2 separate regions of the Pan troglodytes genome follow, and region 2 is linked to region 1. The links are chromatin contacts, called in public HiChIP or PLAC-seq maps. All regions are on one chromosome and are shown on one strand. Each heading gives the region's core, a stretch centred on a gene start, on an enhancer-like site or on the middle of the called end of the contact. The rest is flanking DNA. Distances are from core to core; before and after follow the strand shown. Region 1 holds the start of SIK2 (salt inducible kinase 2). Region 2 holds the start of PPP2R1B (protein phosphatase 2 scaffold subunit Abeta).

Evidence for each region. HiChIP or PLAC-seq counts read pairs in DNA pulled down with a chosen protein or histone mark.
Region 2: an H3K4me3 HiChIP or PLAC-seq map of stem cell-derived excitatory neurons shows a contact between it and region 1, with 8 times the contacts expected there. The contact joins the promoter of PPP2R1B here to the promoter of SIK2 in region 1. A contact is called at or near these places in 5 of 7 Hi-C or Micro-C datasets (blood, induced pluripotent stem cells, a lymphoblastoid cell line and 1 more), 1 of 1 datasets of contacts at active chromatin or transcription factors (stem cell-derived excitatory neurons) and 1 of 1 other capture datasets (stem cell-derived neural stem cells).

Annotation. Positions count from the first base shown.
Region 1 is chr9:113,581,701-113,585,158 of NHGRI_mPanTro3-v2.0_pri, reverse strand. It overlaps SIK2 (salt inducible kinase 2), which reads right to left and starts at 1,849. Exons shown (of 16, transcript XM_016921975.4): 1 at 1,544-1,849. The coding sequence starts at 1,678.
Region 2 is chr9:113,748,924-113,752,440 of NHGRI_mPanTro3-v2.0_pri, reverse strand. It overlaps PPP2R1B (protein phosphatase 2 scaffold subunit Abeta), which reads left to right and starts at 2,223. Exons shown (of 16, transcript NM_001280173.1): 1 at 2,223-2,341; 2 at 3,206-3,296. The coding sequence starts at 2,228.

The DNA of each region.
Region 1 (3,458 bases), core at 600-3,099:
TGGCATGGCATAGGCCATGGCTCTTCAGAGGAATGGAACCAATTTCTTCATTTTAAAAAATGCTGGGATCAGATTAAGATTTAACAATATCACTATAGTCAAGTTATCATTATCATTACAAACAATCTAAATTGCTAACTGGTAAATCTGTGAGAAGAAAATATCTGACCTTGGTCCTGATTCTAAAAGATAAGTCAGATTTGGACTGGTTCAGGACCAGCAGGGGAAGGCAAAAAGTAAAGAAGACAGAATGACATATACCCCTTCCTTTTGGAAACGGGATTAAGCAAAACTTCTAAGTACAACTGCAACTCCAAAAATCACTCACGTTTGCAAGTGCCCTTCGCCTTACATAAGTCATTCTGAAAAGAAGTCCTACTTTATTCTACACTCAAACTCTAGTACATTCGTACTAACAAGGGAAAAAGCAGAATAGGACCAAAACTGGAGGGCAAACAAACAGGAAAAGGATGAAACTCCAGGAGGAACTACAATAAGGCAGAGTAGAGTACGTCAAAACCACTAGGTTTTATTCTAAAGAATGGTTTTGTTTCTACCGTTCTTCTAAGGTATTTAATTTGCACGTCTTAAAATAGAGACCCTGAGGAGAGCAGCTTGAGGCAGTGGAAGGAAGGGGGGCGGGTTAGGTAAGAACAGAGACTTGTGAGAGAGTATGTGCGGTGCATTAGAATGTGCAATGAAGAGGGTGCAGGATTCACCGTCAGGAAGCAGTTGAGGGCTTTATGAGTAGAGGCAGAATCTGATATGGTTTAAAGAATGCGTATTACAGCCAGAATGCACACCTGGTACAGTGACAACCCTAGACAAGTAGAAGACCAATCCACCCACTGTGCAAATGCAGAGATGACCATTTTAACCAGTTCTATTGTCTGGGGCATTAAATGGAAATGCCCCAGGCAAGAGATCAAGCTAGCCAGACACCAAATCAGAGACACCCTGGGCCAAAAGGAAGGAGAGGAGATGGACAGTGGCCGTGGGGGTATTCCCAGCCATGGGGCCCTTCCTCGTCGGGCAGGGGAGGGGCGCCGGGGTCACGGGGGCCGCACGATCCCCCATCCGCGGAGCCCAAGCGCAGGCGGTCCCCTCCTCGGGCCGGCGACGTCTCTCACGGCGCAGTCTGGGAACACCGAGACTTCCCCTCCCACCCCACCCCCAGCCGAAAGCAGGGAAGACGCGGAACTTGGGCTCCGGAGCGGAGGCCACAGACCAGGTCACGGCCCGGGTGGGGGGCTCTGGGCGAAATTCCGGGTGGCCACCGGGGGTGGCGTAGGGGAAAGCAAAGCCCCGGCTGGTTGCGTTTCCAGTCGGACGACACTCGGGTCCGGGTGCCCGGGCCCGATCCCTTCGCTGCTCACCGACCCCCTGCACCTCCTGGGTCCTCACAGTCCCAGGCCCGCTCGCCTCCGCCAGTGAGGCGGCCTCTCGGGTCTCCCCGGTCCCACCACTGCGGCCGCCCCTCTCGGTAAGCAGCTCCTCTCCCGAACCCTCGCCTCGGACGCTCCCGCCGAGCCCCGGGCCGCACCTCCGTCTTGGTGATCCGGTGCCGCCCCAGCTTCACCACAGCGAAGTTGCCCTTGCCCAGCGTGCCCTCGATGTCGTAGAACCCCACCCGGACCGGCCCGCGCTGCAAGTGCCTCGGGCCATCCGCCATGACCATGCTGGGCCCCGCTGCTAGACACGGCGGACAGGAGCGCGGGCGGGCGGGCGGGAGGGTTGGCAGCGCGGCTTGGCTTGGGCGACGGCCGCTCCGCTTGCTCCTTCGCTCCTTCGCTCCTTCCCTCCCGCTCCGCAGGGCCCAGCCAGGCGCGCGCCGCCGCTGACGTGCGCCGACGTCAGGGGGCCGGGGCAGGGGGGCGGGGGCGGGCCCGAGCCTGGATTGGTCACCATGGCGACCGAAGCACCGCCGACGTCGGCTGCTGGAGAGTGGGGGACAGCGCACGGGGAGGGGCGCGAGCCTGGCCGGCGCGCTCCTTCCGGGCTCAGACGCCCTCCCCTCGCCCCTCCGCCTCACCGCTGTCAGGGGCGGGGTCGCTGCTCGGCCCGCTCCGTTCCTCGGCCTTCCAGGCGAAGGGCAAGAGCGAGCCCTGGCGGACCGTGCGGAGGGGTGCAGAGACCTGGATGCGGCCTGCGATCTCCTTCCCCGCCCCGGCGTTCTCCGCCCACCCGGGGTCCTTCCCGCCAAAACCTCTCACCTACAAGTACAGCGCGTCCTAAATTTGGCACCGGCAAAGAACTGTGGCTGAGCAATGCGTTGCTCACGGGCTCCTTTCTTTGTGTCCTTTTCTCTTCTCGTTGCTATATATAATAAAACCCTCCACGTTTTGATGTCTCCGAGGAGTCATTCTGACAGCAGTGCAGTCGCTTATAGACTCACAGAATGTCAATGTTAGCGCTGAAGAGACCTTGGAGATCACTTAATCCAGAGATTTGGAGCCTCATGTGAGCTTCGGAGTTTGGAACCCCCTAAAACACAGGCCAGTTTTTGCTTATGTGAGCATGTCTCTGGGGAGATGGACCGTAGCTTCTGTCAGATTCCCAAACGTGTTGGTGACTCTGAAAAAGTTTAAAAATATTTCTCGAATCCAATTTTTTTCCCCAAAGGACGAAGAAGACCTCAAGGAATAAAGGGAATTGCCTAGGTCACACAGGCAATAGTCGAGGTAGGATTATAAATCACACCACGCTTCCAAATGTGACTCAAGGAAACAGGGACAGTGACACCTCACTATTTTGAGATGTATCATATGCCTTTATATCTTGGTTTCTAAATACCATTCTCCACCTAAAGGAGCCAGACTCCGTGGCGAGATGGCTCATTCGAGGGCAGAGACAGGGAAAGTATAAAATGCCCTTGAAAGATCCTGCTGCTTAAAGCAAGGAGATTTCTTGGCTATGTCAAGGAAGATATGTCAAAAGAAAGCAGATGGCTCGAAGGTGCTCCCCCCTTACCAAATCTGAGACAGTTTGAGTATCAGGAATAAATAATGGGCCGGGCTTAGTGGCTTACGCCTGTAATCCCAGCACTTTGGGAGGCTGAGGCGGGTGGATCACCTGAGGTCAGGAGTTCAAGACTAGCCTGTGTGAAACCCCATCTCTACTAAAAATGCAAAAATTAGCCGGGCGTGGTAGTGGGCGCCTATAATCCCAGCTACTCGGGAGGCTGAGGCAGGGAGAATTGCTTGAACCAGGGAAGCAGAGGTTGCAGTGAGCCGAGATCGTGCCACTGCACTCCAGCCTGGGCGACAGAGCGAGACTCTGTCTCAGTAAATAAATAAATAAATAAATAAATAAAGATAGAAATTGATTCTAACACATTGAATTTTTTAAAAGAATCGTAGAGCATACTTACTTTTAAACTTTTAAATAGAAAAATAAAGAGGGGAGAAGTGAAATGACGGTGGAATGCCAACTAATATATGTTAGAAGAAATGACAATT
Region 2 (3,517 bases), core at 974-3,473, 170 kb before region 1:
TAACTGGGAAGACAGGCATGCGTTACCATGTTTAGCTAAATTGTTTTTATTATGCTGTGGTTATTTAAATTTACAAATATAAAGTAGGAAAAATGTGCTTTTATTTCTAGTTCTTATACAGCTAAAAAAAACCACAACAAATTTACAAATTAAATACAAATGAAACCACAAAATGAATACTATTCAATTAAAAATATTATAGTAATTTAACGTGACAAATGATGTATTTTGCTAAAACTGTCATCCGTCGTATTGTTACTATGGTGTTGCCTGCTATAGCTCAGCTTCTTTTGTGTTCAACATGCCTATGCCACCAAGTGACTCCTGATATCTTAATTTTCTCACCATTTTTCTCTGTTACAACTACCAAATAGTGCAATCTCATGATGCATTTGGCTTTCATTTTGTGCATGAAAGTATCATTGTCATTTTAAAACCACCTCTGTTCTTTTCTCATTATCCCAGAACAATAAAAGCAGCACTAAAACACACATGTAAATGTGGGTGCTGAAATTGTGTGGCAATACTGGGTTGTAAGGTGGTCACCCAAATAATTCAGAATATGCTTATACAAATCTAAAAAATATGAAAATGAAAATAAAATTAAAACCCTAGAGAATACATTCGCAGACATAATTTGAGAAAAACTGTTCAGGTCTGCTGGTTCCCAAACTTTCATTACTATCAAAGGCTCTAGCTACTGTGCTTACTTCCAAGAACCCCATTTATTTATTTATTTATTTATTTATTTATTTATTTATTCATTCATTCATTCATTCATTCAAAGGCTCTATTGTGCTTACTTCCAAGAACCCTATTTATTTATTTATTTATTTATTTTAGAGACGGGGTCTCACTCTGCCGCCCAGATTGGAGTACAGTGGTGCGATCCTGGCTCACTGCAACCTCTGCCTCCCGGGCTCAAGCGATTCTCATGTCAGCCTCCCGAGTAGCTGGGACTACAGGCTCCCGTCACCAGCCCAGCTAATTTTTGTATTTTTTAGTGGAGACAGGGTTTCACCAAGTTGGCCAGGCTGGTCTCGAACTCCTGGACTCAAGTGATCCGCCCGCCTCGGCCTCAGAATCCCATGTTTTAAAGAAGTTTGTCTCCTACACTGCATTTATAGTTTTATTAATCAGGCACATAGAATTACCATTTCGGAGCTTGTGATCACCATATGTAGTTATCACTCCAAGCTGCTTAAATTCCAGTCTAAAACAAACAAAACATTCTAATTATTCTGTGCTACCCTGACAAGGGTAAGTGAAAACTTTCCATTCAGGTTTGTAAGAACGAGCTCCCAGACCTCCACCTCTTCCCCTTGCTGCCTCTGAGGACTCTTGGAGGTCTAGGGAGGCCAGTTTGGGTTTTCTTGCTCAAGCAAAGTAGCCACCCCACCCAATTTGGAAGGATTAAAGCTTGTCCTAGTTTTGCTTCATTGTTGTACTTCTAGCATGCTAAAAAGCTAAAAAATGGGAGGAAGAAAATACAACAGAAGGCACCATTCCAGTACCAAACTGAAAAGAAACACAAAAACAAGAGAGCAGCATGTTTTTAACAGCTTGCGTGGAAAAAATATTGACTGGGGAGTTTGGACAGCACTGTTCATTTTCTCTCACCGCCCGCGTTATTTGTCTTACGGAGCAGGAGCCAGATACCATTCTGGAGAAAGAGCCGCGGGAAGAGGTGGAGGGGTTCTGTGGAAGTTTGAGTCTGAGCGGAGAAATTAGGGCTGGAGATCCAGTGGCTCAGGGCCAGGAAGAAGTCAGGGGAGGTGCTAAAGCCTTTTTCCTCCTGGCCTCGGGCACTCTCTTTGGTCCGCCTGAGTCTTAAGAGGGCACAGCGCAGACCATTCAGGTAGGTTCCTGGCTCCTTCAGACTACAACGAGCTGGATGAATCCCTGTCCCTGTTTCTTTCGGCTGGGGAAAGGACGCAGGGGTTCCATTCGCTTTCTCAGCCCACCCGTCTTCTTGAGTTCAGACCTACAACTCCTGCAGTGGGGGTCGGAAGGGAGCCTTAATCATCGGGACAGAAACTCGGCTCCCCAACTTCGGCTAAACCCGCGTGGCGGCCTTGGTCCCTACTGCCTGGGCGCGGGGCGGGGCCTGGGCGCGGGGCGGGGCCTGGGCGCGGGGCGGGGCCTGGGCGCGGGGCGGGGCCTGGGCGCGGGGCGGGGCCTGGGCGCGGGGCGGGAGGCGGTGACCAGCAGCAGGAGGAGAAAGAACATGGCGGGCGCATCAGAGCTCGGGACCGGCCCAGGAGCAGCGGGTGGAGATGGAGATGATTCGCTATACCCGATCGCGGTTTTAATCGACGAGCTCCGCAATGAAGACGTGCAGGTACTGGACTGAGGCCGGGGAGCCGAGGCGAGACCGGCTGGTCGCGTGGTAGAGAAGGGGGAAGGCCTGCGTCGCGGTGGGGGTGGCCGGGGTACTGAATGAGTCGGACTCGTAGCAGAAACTTGAAGGGGAGGCGGGGAATGCTCCGCGAGGGGCTGTGGTGACACGCCCCGACCCTCCCGGGTACCTCTCTAGTACCCTTGCTTCGGACCCCCTGAGGCGTCCGCCCGGAGCCTTGCCCTTCCCGGGCGGTTGTCGGGGAACCCGCTTCCCGCCTGGGCGCCCCATCCGGGCCGTGAGGTGGCCGCGTCTCGTGGGCGAGGGAGCAGGAGAAGCGCGGTGCCCGGCCGAGACGGGGCTGGAGCGGCTGAGGGGCGCAGGATGCCCAGAAGCCCTTTGAAGTGCCCCTGGATCCCTTCATCTCGGCTTGGAACTGGCTCGGCTTGTTGGGTAGAAAGCGGGGGTGGCATGGCCGATTAACCTGGACGAGTAGTTGTATCCGCTCTGCGGGAACTTTTCTTTGAAACCACAGGTGTTGTATTCAACCGTTTCACCTGCTTCACCACTGCCAAAGTGCTCTCTTTTTAAAATTATCTTACTTCCTAGGTGTTGTATTGTCTTTCATTCATTTCTCTTCCGGTCCCTTCTGAGTGTTTCTCCTGGGAAATCCTCCGCCGGCTAGTGAGGCCGAGTTACACTTCTTTTTCGAAGTCCTTATGAGCTTCCTTAACAGTAAAATCTAAATGAAAGGTTATCTTCATTCTTACCCCTGTGTCATAATTTCACCTGTTAGCACCTTTTGTCTTTTGATCTAAATTCAGCCGTTTCTTTACATTGTTCTTCTTTTTACTTTCTTTTCTGAAGCTCCGACTCAACAGTATTAAGAAGTTATCAACAATTGCCCTAGCACTTGGAGTAGAAAGGACCCGAAGTGAATTGTTGCCATTTCTTACAGGTATGTGAATCTTTGTTTAAAGAAAGGCAGGGACATTCCATTTTCCAGTAGCTTTCAACACTGACTTTTTTAGAGTTTGTTACCCACATTAAAATGAGCCAGGTGTTTTTTGTGCAAAAGAAACAGAACAGAGTATATTGTTAGTTGTGGCTAGATATATTCAAACATCAACCATTTAGCTATTGGGAAAGTAATTGATACGGGAGTATGAATTTCTAATT